2 separate regions of the Mus musculus genome follow, and region 2 is linked to region 1. The links are chromatin contacts, called in public Micro-C maps. All regions are on one chromosome and are shown on one strand. Each heading gives the region's core, a stretch centred on a gene start, on an enhancer-like site or on the middle of the called end of the contact. The rest is flanking DNA. Distances are from core to core; before and after follow the strand shown. Region 1 overlaps Cmtm7 (CKLF-like MARVEL transmembrane domain containing 7). Region 2 has its middle 37 kb from the start of Gm26962.

What was found. Hi-C and Micro-C count contacts between places; a contact is called where the count stands out from the background.
Region 2: a contact with region 1 is called in a Micro-C map of the G1E-ER4 cell line, with 3 times the contacts expected there. The contact joins two enhancer-like sites. A contact is called at or near these places in 2 of 484 Hi-C or Micro-C datasets (both in the G1E-ER4 cell line) and 1 of 115 datasets of contacts at active chromatin or transcription factors (bone marrow-derived dendritic cells).

The regions. Positions count from the first base shown.
Region 1 is chr9:114,751,703-114,757,509 of GRCm38.p6, forward strand. It overlaps Cmtm7 (CKLF-like MARVEL transmembrane domain containing 7), which reads right to left. Exons shown (of 5, transcript NM_133978.2): 5 at 5,134-5,589. The coding sequence ends at 5,576. Among named protein-coding and RNA genes, the nearest start is that of Gm9888, 13 kb to the right of the region's middle. Within about 2 kb of position 1,364, at least 226 of the 459 cell types and tissues checked have an H3K27ac peak or open chromatin away from gene starts, as enhancers often do. A contact at or near this core is called in the G1E-ER4 cell line, where this site is marked.
Region 2 is chr9:115,234,480-115,240,356 of GRCm38.p6, forward strand. No RefSeq gene overlaps it. Among named protein-coding and RNA genes, the nearest start is that of Gm26962, 37 kb to the left of the region's middle. Within about 2 kb of position 3,147, at least 77 of the 459 cell types and tissues checked have an H3K27ac peak or open chromatin away from gene starts, as enhancers often do. A contact at or near this core is called in the G1E-ER4 cell line, where this site is marked.

The DNA of each region.
Region 1 (5,807 bases), core at 114-2,613:
CTCTTCCAGAGGTCCTGAGTTCAATTCCCAGCAACCACACAAGGTGGCTCACAATCATCTATAATGGGATCTGATGCCCTCTTCTGGCATGCAGGTGTACATGCAGATAGAGCACTCGTGTATAAAATAAAATGTTTATACAGTCCTCAACATTTTGTATTTGTATTTTTTGTTGTTCTTCCTCCCGCCTCTCTCAGCAGGGAACTTCTGATCTTTCTGCTTCCACCTCCCAGTGTTGGAATAACAGACATGTTATATAACCTACGTGGTGGCTCACAACTATCTGTCACTTCAGCTCTAGGGGAGTTGACACCCTAACCTGGCCTCTGTAGGTACCATGTGTGCATGTTTGCACACATGCATGCAAGCAAAACACTCAAACACATAAAATAAAAATAATAAATGTTTTAAAAATAAGGAGATGCCCAACACAGTGGTGTACACTTATAATCCCAGACTGAGAGGCTGAGACAGGAGGATCATTATGAGTTCCAGGGCAGCCTGGGGTACATAGGTACAGAGTAAGACCCTATTTTTTTTCTTTTTTGAGACAGAGTTTGACCCTATATTCCTGGCTGTCCTGGAACTCACTTTGTAGACCAAGCTGGCCTTGCACTCACAGAGATCCACCTTCCTCTGTCTCCCGACTCCCGAGTGTTGGGATTAAAGGACTGTGCCTTTATCTCCACTGAGACCCTATCTTTAAAATAAATTAAGGATGTGGGAGAGAAGGTGTGGCTTGAGGCCAGTAGGGTGACAGGCAAATAAAGCCACCAAGGCTACACGGGGATGTCCCCTGCTGACATATGAACTCATGTGCTCTAGAGTAGAACTAACATAAGAAAAGCAACTGTGTGGTGATCGGTGGTTCCGGAAGTGATGGTGGAAAGAGAAAGATGGGCGCAAGAGACGATAAGCATCATGTGATGGCTAATCTTGGTTGTCAACTCGGCCACATCTGCAATCTACGAGAACCAAAGTATCTGGGCAAGCCTGTGTCCCCTGCAAGCCACTCTAATAAATCCTGTGTGTGTGCGCGTGCTTGAGAGAGAGCTATCTCTCTCGAGAAATTAAGGGGAAAGCTAATCTGAAGGTAGGAAGGGGACGGCCAGGCGTGGGCCAGTGGTTATTGTGTGCCCTGAATGGAAGACTATGACTAATCTGTGCGTCCACAGAAGTGTGCACATCTCTGCTCTACGTCAGAACCTCAGCCTCTGCTCTGGCCGGGCAGGAGTGGCAGTGCGTTCCTCTGGTCGCCAGGGGGCGCGCGCTGCACGAGTGGGCGCAAGTCGGTGGCCTCCACCTAAGGGTGGAGTTTCTGCAACTAGGAAGTAGAGCGCGGTTGGGAGGAGAGGCTGCTGCAGGCATGCACAACTGCGGCAGGGGAGGGAGGCTTCCGCCTGGCGAGGCCGCAGAGGAAACAGCTGGCAGCCCTGCGGGCCTCAGCAGGACTTCCCCGCTTTACCGCCAGGACACGCGCGGGGTCACTTGCCAGTGGGCGAGCCGGCCGGGTGTGCCCCCAGACAGGGCTTGTTTGGTTTCAGCTTCGTTTCTAGGTTTCGTTGGCAACGTTTCCAGATTGGGAGATGCTTAGCTAGAAGGCCCAGATTTCCAATTTTCTGGGTCACTGGGGCAGCTGGCATCAGTGAGCAGCTGGCAGCCCTGGGCCAGCTGCCACCTCCGAAGCGAAGCGCCCAGAAGGCAGGATCTGCCGCAGTTTAGAGAACCCTGACTGATCCGGACAGCGATCATCCTCAGGTGGTAGCCAATCGGTTGTGTGTGTGTGTGTGTGTGTGTGTGTGTGTGTGCGCGCGCATGAGGATATTTTTTATTTTTGCAGTTTTTCTAGATACATAAGAAGACAGTAAAATCTTAGGAACCTACTGACTGTCCTCACCTTCCCAGGAGGTAGTGAGTATTTTCTGAGGGGAAGCCTCTTGGAGCTGGTCACCCAGGCCATTGTAAGGTTAGAAGCATCTTTCATACCGGTTTCTTACAAACTTTTAAAAAAATGTTCAACTATTATTAATATATATATATACACATATATATACATATGTGTATATGTATATATGTATATATATATATATATAGTCTCTCTGTGTTAGTTCTGGAACTCACTTTTTTGGGATCGTGGTGGCTTAAATTTTTGGGTTTTTTGCTTGTTTGTTTTGTTTAATCCCAGCACTTGGGAGGCAGAGGCAAGTGGATCACAGAATTTAAGGCTAGCCTGGTCTACAGAGCTAGTTTCAAAACAGCCAAGGCTACAGAGAAACCCTGTTTCAAAAAGACCAAAACCAAAACAACAAAAGATACCTTAAAATGATTTTTACATTTTTACTTTTTTATTTATTTTATTTTTTTTGAGACAAGGTCTCCCTACGTGTAGCTATGCTAGCTTCAGACTTAGCATCTTCCTGCCTCAGCCTCCAGAATGCAGGAGTTACACAACACTTACCTTTTTGTTTTTAGTAAAGGTTGGTCTATCCTGGCCTGCCCTTGGTTGAATTCCGATCCTCCTGTCTCCACTTCTGCCTTGTTATTATGAACGGACCACCACAGGCTTCTTCACTGAGGGCATGTTTTGCATGCTGGATGAGCACTCTATTAAGTGAATTAAATTTATTTTTTAATAGCAAAAAAAAAAAAATCTTTTCAGGCTGGAGAGATGGTGTAGCAGTTAAGAGCACTGACTGCTCTTCCAGAGGTCTTGAGTTCAATTCCCAGCAACCACAAAGTAGCTCACAACCATCTGCAATATAGATCTGATGCCCTCTTCTGGTGTGTCTGAAGACAGCTACAGCATACTCATATACATAAAATAAATAAATAAATCTTTAAAAAAAAGGGAAAAATCTCTTCAATTCAGTTCATTCTTGAAAGTCTATTCTATAGAACAGGGAATCGGCAAATATCCACAACTAATAACACAAATGACATTTACTTATTGTAAGGCTGGTTGATAAACACAGAGGGGTCTGTGGTTTATACTTATAATCCCAGCATCTGGAACAGGGAGGCAGGAAGATCAGGGGTTTAAGGGCATCCTTGGGTATGTATGGACTTCAAGGCCAGCCTGGGCTATAGAGACTCCATGTCTTACTAGAGAGAGAGAGAGAGAGCAAGAGCCTAGGCTCTTGTGCAGAGAGGTGGCTGCAGCCCTGTTCTCTCCTGTTCCTCTGCAGGCAAGGTTTCAACAGACAGGTCTCACTGTGGTACAGGGAGGCCACACGGAGTCAGCAGCCCTCACAGCCTGGACAGGGAGAGATGCCCACAGCGAGGGTTGCACCATTGCTATTTGCCACTGGTGGCTAGCTGGTCTGTGTGACTGTAAGGTGATAATATCACACTTCTCTCTCATTGAGACTTAATCATTTTACATGTGCGAGTGTTTTTCCTGCAGCCTGTAAATTCATGCAGTGTCTGCTGAGACCAGAGGAGGGCATTGGAGTCCCTGGAAGAAATGAGTTACAGTTGGTTGTGAGCCACCATGTGTGTACTGGCAATGGAGCCAAGTCTCCTGCAGGATCAGTAAACATGATCTGTCTCTCCTGGCTAACACATACTTCATACATGCACTTCCTGTGTATGGCCCTGTTAACACATACTTCATACATGCACTGCATGTCTGTAGTCCCACAATTCCTCCTTAGGTTAATAGGACACGAGTTAGCCACATCCAAAAGAGGGAGGTGGTGGTGTTGCACAGGGGCCTGAAGACCCTAAATGTGTAGAAGTTTGTCCCTTGTGTTAGCAGACACTTTGGACCCCTGGAACAAGCAGATTTTGGGTCTGCTTCCCACCTTTGGTCAACACTGATGAGGGAAGCTAGTGAACTCTGCTGTCCTGTCCAGGCTCAGGAGACGGCCAACCTTGGAGTCAGGTACCAGCAACACATCACTCTCTTGTCCTTCTGGCTTCCTTCTTGGGTCTTGCAGGCCACACTAGTAGTATGTCCAAGCTTGGTGGCTTCCCTAGGGCCTCGAAGCCAGCCGGTTTCCAGAACCTCTCGGAGCCCCACAGAACTCACACTTGTAGCAGAGCTTGCCATCGACCAGGACCTAGTCAGGCCCAGGGACTGTGCTGGCTACAGTGGAGGAGAGGCGGCCCAATTATGGCCCCCTCTTCTCAACCCGGGGGCTGCTGGCCACAGCACAGATGGCCACTACAATCTACTGACTCTACTTTGCCACTACTGTTTCACCTCAGCTTCCCTGCCACGTGCAATGAATGCCTCCCATTGCTTTGAGAATCTAACACTTCTCTCTCTCTCTCTCTCTCTCTCTCTCTCTCTCTCTCTCTCTCTCTCTCTCTCTCTCTCTCTCTCTCTCCCCACCCCAACCCCTGCCCCTTCTAGGGTTTCTTTGTGTAGCCATGGCTGTCCTAGGACTCACTCTGTAGACCAGGCTGGCCTCCCAGTGTGCGCCTGAAAATCACCCCAGATCCCACGTCCTAACTGGAAGGGAATTTAAGGCCCAGGATATAAAAATCAGAGCTGGATATGGTGACACAGCTAGGATCCCAGGGAGGGACATGGAGGTTGAAGGATCAGGAGTTCAGAGGTCACTTTTGCCTACAAAGCAAGTTCAAGGGCCGGGCATGGTGGCACATGCCTTTAATCCCAACACTTGGGAGGCAGAGGCAGGTGGATTTCTGAGTTCGAGGCCAGCCTGGTCTACAAAGTGAGTTCCAGGACAGCCAGGGCTACAGAGAGAAACCCTGTCTCGAAAAACAAACAAACAAACAAACAAACAAACAAAAAAGCAAGTTCAAGGCCAACCCAAAACTATGTAAGATGGGAAGCTTGTGTGTGTGTATGTGTGTGTGTGTGTGTGTGTGTGTGTGTGTGTGTGTGTGTGACTGGGGGATGGGATGTCAGCTTAGTAGGGTGGTTGCCTAATATGTATGGAGGAAATTCATCCCCAGCACCACACAAAACTGGGTGTCCTAGCACACACTTCTAATCTTAGTGCTTGGGAGGTAGAGGCAAGAGGATCAGGAGTTCTAGGTCAACCTCAGCTACATAATTTAGTTTGAAGCCAGTCTAGGAGGATGGGCATTTAGCAAGGAGTCCACACTCAAGCTGGCATAGAAAGGCCTAGTGTTAGAGACATCTCATGCAATAAGGAAACCTGCTGCAATTGACATTTTATTAAAAACTATGCACCTCCCCACCCCCACCCCCACCCACAGTGACAAAGGCAGAGATAGGGGCAGGAGACAGGATGGCCACATAGTGTTTCTTCTGGCTCTTCACTTAGAGACGCTTCAAGACCAGATTGACAGGCCAGATAAATTAGGGTCTTCGGCCTCTGTGTGGTCTCGGTCCTGAGGGTATGAAGAAAGGCGTGTCTATGCAGGCAGATCCACAAGTCTCTCTACTGTGCTCAGAGCAGTCCTTGGTACCTGAGTGGTGCTAACAGCCCAGAACGGAGGGATGTCCTCTGCAGCAGACTGTGAAAGGAGGCTGTAGATGCCCAGGAGCCCAGTATCCTGGCAAAGCAGGGAAGGCACAGGCCTTGTCGCCTGAAGAGTCCACAGCCATGGCGAGGGTCCTCCAGAGGCTGTGGCCTCATCAGGCAGATGCATCTTGGGAGAGAAATGGAGAGTTAGGTTATCTTTCTGGGAATAGAACCCACTCAGAAGCCATGGGCTCCAAATTGTGTGTGGGTGTGTGTGTGTGTGTGTGTGTGGTTTTGTTTGATAGGATTGTAAAATGATTGCCTTGACCTGAGGGTCTGCCCACTTCAGCCTCCCACAGTTGAGATCACAAGCATGCACCACAAACCTCGTGTTTTTACAGATTT
Region 2 (5,877 bases), core at 1,897-4,396, 480 kb after region 1:
TTTGAAAATAGCTACCTTACCTAGCACGTTCTGCATCAGTCCTGCATGCCGGCTCTGCGTCGGAAAACCTCCACCTAAATGAGCAGGGTGAAGATGGCCTGATCCCTGCACTCAGCCAGGCCCATAGGCAGCCTGGCAGTCTTCTTGGGTCTGTTATTAAAATGTGATTTGGGGGGCTGGAGAGATGACCCAGTGGGTAAGCACACTTACTGCTCCTGCAGAGAACCCAAACTCAGTTCCCAGCACCCCAGAAGGTGGCCCATAACCACTAATAGCTTCAGCTCCAGGGCACCCAATACCCTTTCTGGCCTCTGTGGGCAAGGGCATCACCACCCAGACACACAGAGTAAATCTTAAAATTCCCTAAAATTTCTCTCCAGGTTCTTAGAATCGTTGATGCTGTATTACCCTCCCCATAATTCCACACCCTTTACATCTGGTCCTGGCAAACCCCGGGGCAGCCTCATGAGCACTGCCTGCACCTTCCACAGCTTGCCCAGCCTTACCCGTGGGAGTAAGAGGCAAGATGGAGCCTAGATCCCCAGGCAGCTCCAAACAGATTAGTGGAGCTGAGCTCTGTTCTGCTCCGCACTGCAGGGGGTGGGGGTGGGTAAGTAAAAGTGGGGTACCATTTCCCACCATCTGGACATGGCTTCCTGGACTGGCACTTGTTGCTCCCTGTAGACCTTTGGGGTTTTTTGTCAGCGTTCCCAGAGTCTACTTTGGTCAGGAATCCTCTAGCAGCACTGGTTTCCAGGAGTGAGGAAGGCTTGGACTGTTCCATTGGCTGGCTCACCTCCCTTGCTCTTGGTGCAGGGTAGAGTTGTCAGTGGGATGATGTTGACACATCACAGTCATCTAGCAGAATATTCTCCACACTTCCCAAGAGTCCCGTTCACACCCAGTCCCCATCCCTCCTCCCTACTCTTCTGCCCTGAGCACTGTCACCCTTCAGGTGAGTGGTCCTTTTACTGTGTGGATGCTGCAAGAACCTGAAATGATATATACTGGTTTACCTGCCTCAGGCCTTCAGCATGCGCTATACATATTCTTGTTTGGTTCCTTAACGCCAATTATGTTTTGGATATTATTTTTCTTTAAAGAAACATCTTTTTTCCCTTTATGTGAGCATCAACTATCAATTCCCCTCTTTCTTTTCACATGTATGCACGTGTGTGTGCATGTCCACGTAGCAGCTCTGGGCTGTATGTTGGGACTCTTCCTCCATCACTCAGCATTCTGCTTTGGGGCAGGCTCTCTCAATCAAGCCCAGAACTTCTGAAGCCAAAGCCACTGGAGGTAACAGGCGGTGGCTACATCTACATGTCATTTACATGGGTTCTAGGGGTCTGAACCCCACTTCTCCTGCTTCTGTAGCAGGTCTTTTAAATGCAAGGCCATCTTCTCAGCCCTATTTTGTGTTCTTTTGACAACTTCAAAGAATGTTGACTGTAACTAGGGTATGTGTATCTTCAAATCACACTAACGCCAAGCCATTTGAATACCCACCAATAAGAGTCCATTTTTAGACATTCTCCAATGCTTAGTGAGCCTGGTGTATATTACATTTGTTTCTGTTTATTTGCCATTTTGATTTCTTCTGTTAAGGTCTCATGATGATCTACCATATGCCTTCCTTTGGTTCACAAGTTCCTTCATCAGATTCAGGGCAGAGGGATGACAATTCCTTGTTTTGCCAAGATGCCAGGACATGCCTGTGGGCCACTGAACAGAGGCACAATCTGCACAAGCTGACTTAAGGCTTCAGTGTCAGGATATGGTAGTTTAAGAACACAGAACCGGATCAGTAGAGAAATCACTTTTTGGTCAGTTTCAACACTGAGCCAATTAAATGGAAGAAGCAAGTCTGTGAATAGTGGTGCTGAGTTGATGAAGTGAAACTAATTGAGTCCTGCAAAAATCAGCACATTACAGCACACACCCAGTGCGATGGGCGATGTTACACAACCAGGCTACAGGAGTTGGCAGGCTCGCCCGTGGCTAGGTTTCCCTGAATCCCACTTGCATCTTCCTTGGAGAGAGGGCTGTCACTGACTCCAGTTAGCGCCCATCTTTTGCAATGTTTGTCACTGTGCTTTTCTTCACAGGGCTAGAGTGCCATTTTCTAAAACTTTCCCCTCCGCCTCCACAGGCCTGAGTTTCTGATCCAGGCTAATCATTGCCAACGGAGAGTCATATGAGGAGGATGATCACATGGTGAGTCATGGTGGCTTTTAACAGCAAGGACAGCTGAGGTCACCAAGTACACATTACTCTCAGCTAGTCGCTCTGGCTACCCAGGATACCTTCAGTTTTTGGTTTGGTCCCCAGCCTTTTACCAAAGCCATCTGAGCACAGCAGACACCTGATATTCCAACCCAAGTGCTTCCAGGTTGCTTTCAGAACTAGAAACCAGGCCCCGAATGTGTCATACTTCCCAAGGAGGATTCTGAGATTGTGGTTGTGTTCAGGGACACAACTTTGATAGTGTCCATTAAACTGAGGCGGCAGAAGAGATGTAAGAAGCAGGTGCTACACGCGCTCTGAGAGCCAAAGGGACAGTTTGTTGTGAGAGTTCCCTCTGACAGCGGGAGCCTAGAGGACAGACCACAAAAGCCCAGCAAAGATCGCTGGAAAATCTGTACACAAGAATCCTATTGCAAGATGAACACAGGCCAGTATACCAGAGGAAAGACATATTCTGAGAGAAAGCCAGCATTTGGGGCCATTTTCCTGGGAAATTGGAAGAGGCCAAAGAGATGTTCATACCTTTACAGGATGAGAAAAAAATGTGTATACTCACGTATCTGGCTGAAGTCTTTGCACAGCTTCACCTTGGGAGCAATGAGAGCAGGGCCAGAATTGTGTGTTTAGTCCTTAAACTGGGTTCAGGTGATTCTGCCTTGGGAAATTTCCCTACTTCTCCAGCAGATTCTCAAACAATCTCCTGCGAAGTAAAACCAGAGCCCCGGCCTACACTTACCCATACAGCTGCTTTTTCTTTTTTTTGGTCCTGGAACTCACTCTGTAAACCAAGCTGGCCTCAAATTCAGAAATCCGCCTGCCTCTGCCTCCTGAGTGCTGGGATTAAAGGCGTGTGCCACCACACCCTGTTCTTAATAGAATGCTTGTACCAGCAAAGCCCCCATTTTACATAGATAAGACCATAGATAACAACCTACATGAGAAAGCCCATGCAACAGAACAGACTCTCTAGGTACTGGAGGTAGGAGACACAACTTAAGAACATGCTCACTTTTAAACAGATCTATGGATTTTGTCATATCATGGCTGACAAGGCTGTTGAGCAGATAAAGGGGCGTGCTGCCCGCCAAGCTTGAATTTGAGACCCAGCACACACATAGTACTGATTCAAGTTGTCGTGTGACCTGTACGTCAAAGTCCAAGTCCTTAAATTCAAATATTTAAAAAGTTCTAAGTCTTTTAACTATGGGTTTCTATGTATTAAAAAAAAAGTTAAAGACTTAGTTTAAGAGAACCAGGGCAATAACAATCAACTTAAAGCAAACCCCAAATCAACTGTATAAATAGCTCAGTGTCTGACACTTGGGACTTACTCATCTTCTGGGTTCCAAAGGGCTTGGGCAGCCTCTCTCACATCTCTGGTTTTGTTGTCAGCAGCACTTGCAGGTTATCTTATATGCTCAGGCTGTCTGTACTCAACACCAGCTACTGTCCATGATGGTCACCCTATGAGCTTGGCATTTCCAATCTGCTAGAGTTTCCATAGCAACTGAGGCTGCACCTTTAATGGTCTCCTGGCTTCTCTTTGGGGACTCTTAACTGTGCTGTATGGTGCTAAGCTTTGGCTTGGCTTTTCTCCAGTCTCCCACTGCAATTGAGGCTGCGACATCTCCAATGGCTTCTCCTAGCCCCAACTCTCAGCCACTATGACCCTCTCATGCCTTCAATACCTGTGCCATATGGGAGACCCTTTACACATCACCAAGTTTGGCTACCGGGATGAGATGGAGCCTTGGCCCACTCTGGAACTCAGCTGTGTACTAACCCTGAAAAAATAGTTCCCACAAGATTTTACCTCATTGATGCCGATCTTTTATGAATCGGAGATGATTCTTCAGCCCAAGCTGACCAGAAACAACAGATTCTCCTTTTAAAAACATATTTATTTAATGTGAGTACACTGTTGCTCTTCAGAGACAACAGAAGAAGACATCAGATCCTGTTACAGATGGTTGTGAGCCACCATGTGGTTGCTGGGAATTGAACTCATGACTTCTGGAAGAGCAATCTGTGCTCTTGCTGAGCCATCTCTCCAGCCCCAACAACAGATTATTAATTCAAATATACCACATGCATAGCCCTGATCGTTTTTTGCTTCCCTTGAGACTTACAATCCAGGGTTCTATAGTCTGGATTTCTCTTAACATTCTCAATCTTCAAAAACTCCCACAAAAGCTCAAAGCTTTCAACACTCAATGACTTTTCCAGCCCAAAGTTTCAAACTCTTCCACAATCTTCCCTCGACAGCTGTGTCACAGCAATGGCCCACTGTCTGTTTTATCACAGCAACAGACAAAAAGAAAGGGCTCATTCTATCTTCCAGGTTAGAATTCATCATTGAGGGAAGACAGGCCAGGAACAAGGCAAGAACAAAGCAGACGCTAGAGCAGTTTTGTTTACTGGATTCTTCCTTCTACAACCGGGGACCACTTTTCTGGGTGGCAAGCCTACAGCGGGTTGGACCCTCCTCCATCAATCGGTAATGACCCACAGGCATGTTCCCATGACACTGTGATAAAGACATTTTCTCAGTTGACATTCCTCTTCCCAGGTGACTGTGACAGGTTGACAAAAACCACACAGACATAAAATCAAACACTTATACCATCATGGTGGTACATGCTTGTAATCCACCACTCAGAAGCCTGATGCGGGCCATGAGTTCAGGGCAACCCAGACTAGAGTAAGACCCTCTGCCAAATACAAACCTCAAAGTGTTTCTGATTAATTTGCTTCGTTTGATCAAAGGTATCTGCAGAGATTATATCCATGGCAAATATCAGTGGCTTTCCCAGTGAGAGAGAAGCCAGACAACAAAGTACAAACCAATTACAAAGAAAACAAAACCACCACTGTTGCCAAGTGACAGGGCCAACTGTATGAACCCCTGAATGGCAGAATGCCGATAACAAGGTCAAATAAAACCTCATGGTGTAAGAACACATGCTTTTATAGTCTAATAAGGAGAAATTAAATATTTATGACATATTTACCAAAAGTCACAAACTAGGATACTGGCTAATAGAAGCCATGAAAATACAAAAGACTTTTTAAAAAAGAAGTCAACCAAACCTTTTTTTGAGGCAGTAAGGTCTCTAGCTCAGGAGTGGCCTTGAACTCACTAAGAAGCTGAAGGTGAACTTACTCCTGCATCAAGTTCCCAAGTGCTGGGGTTACAACATGTTAGCCATCATGGTTAAAATATACATACACATCTATACTTCTGTGAATGGGTTTATGTGTTTGTATACATGTCTGAGTACCCAGAGAAGCCAGAAGAGGGCGTCATATTCCCCGAAACTGCAGTCACGAGTAGTTGCGGGCTGCCCAGTATGGGTGCTAAGAACCAAGAGGTCTCTTGTAAGAGCAGCAAGCACTCTTACCCTCTGAGCTATCACCACAGCCCCTAAAAGAGAAACTTTAGGCATACATGTCACAACAGTTGCCACCAACAAACATGCATTTTACAGTGTACGCAACATGGGAATCCTGGGTGGAAGGCAAAGGAGAAAAGGCGTTGGCAAATTTCCTAGAACCAGACACAGGACAGACATGGTCTTTGTGGCTTTACAAAAAGGATTTTTCTTAAAAAAAATTTTTTTTTTAGCATTA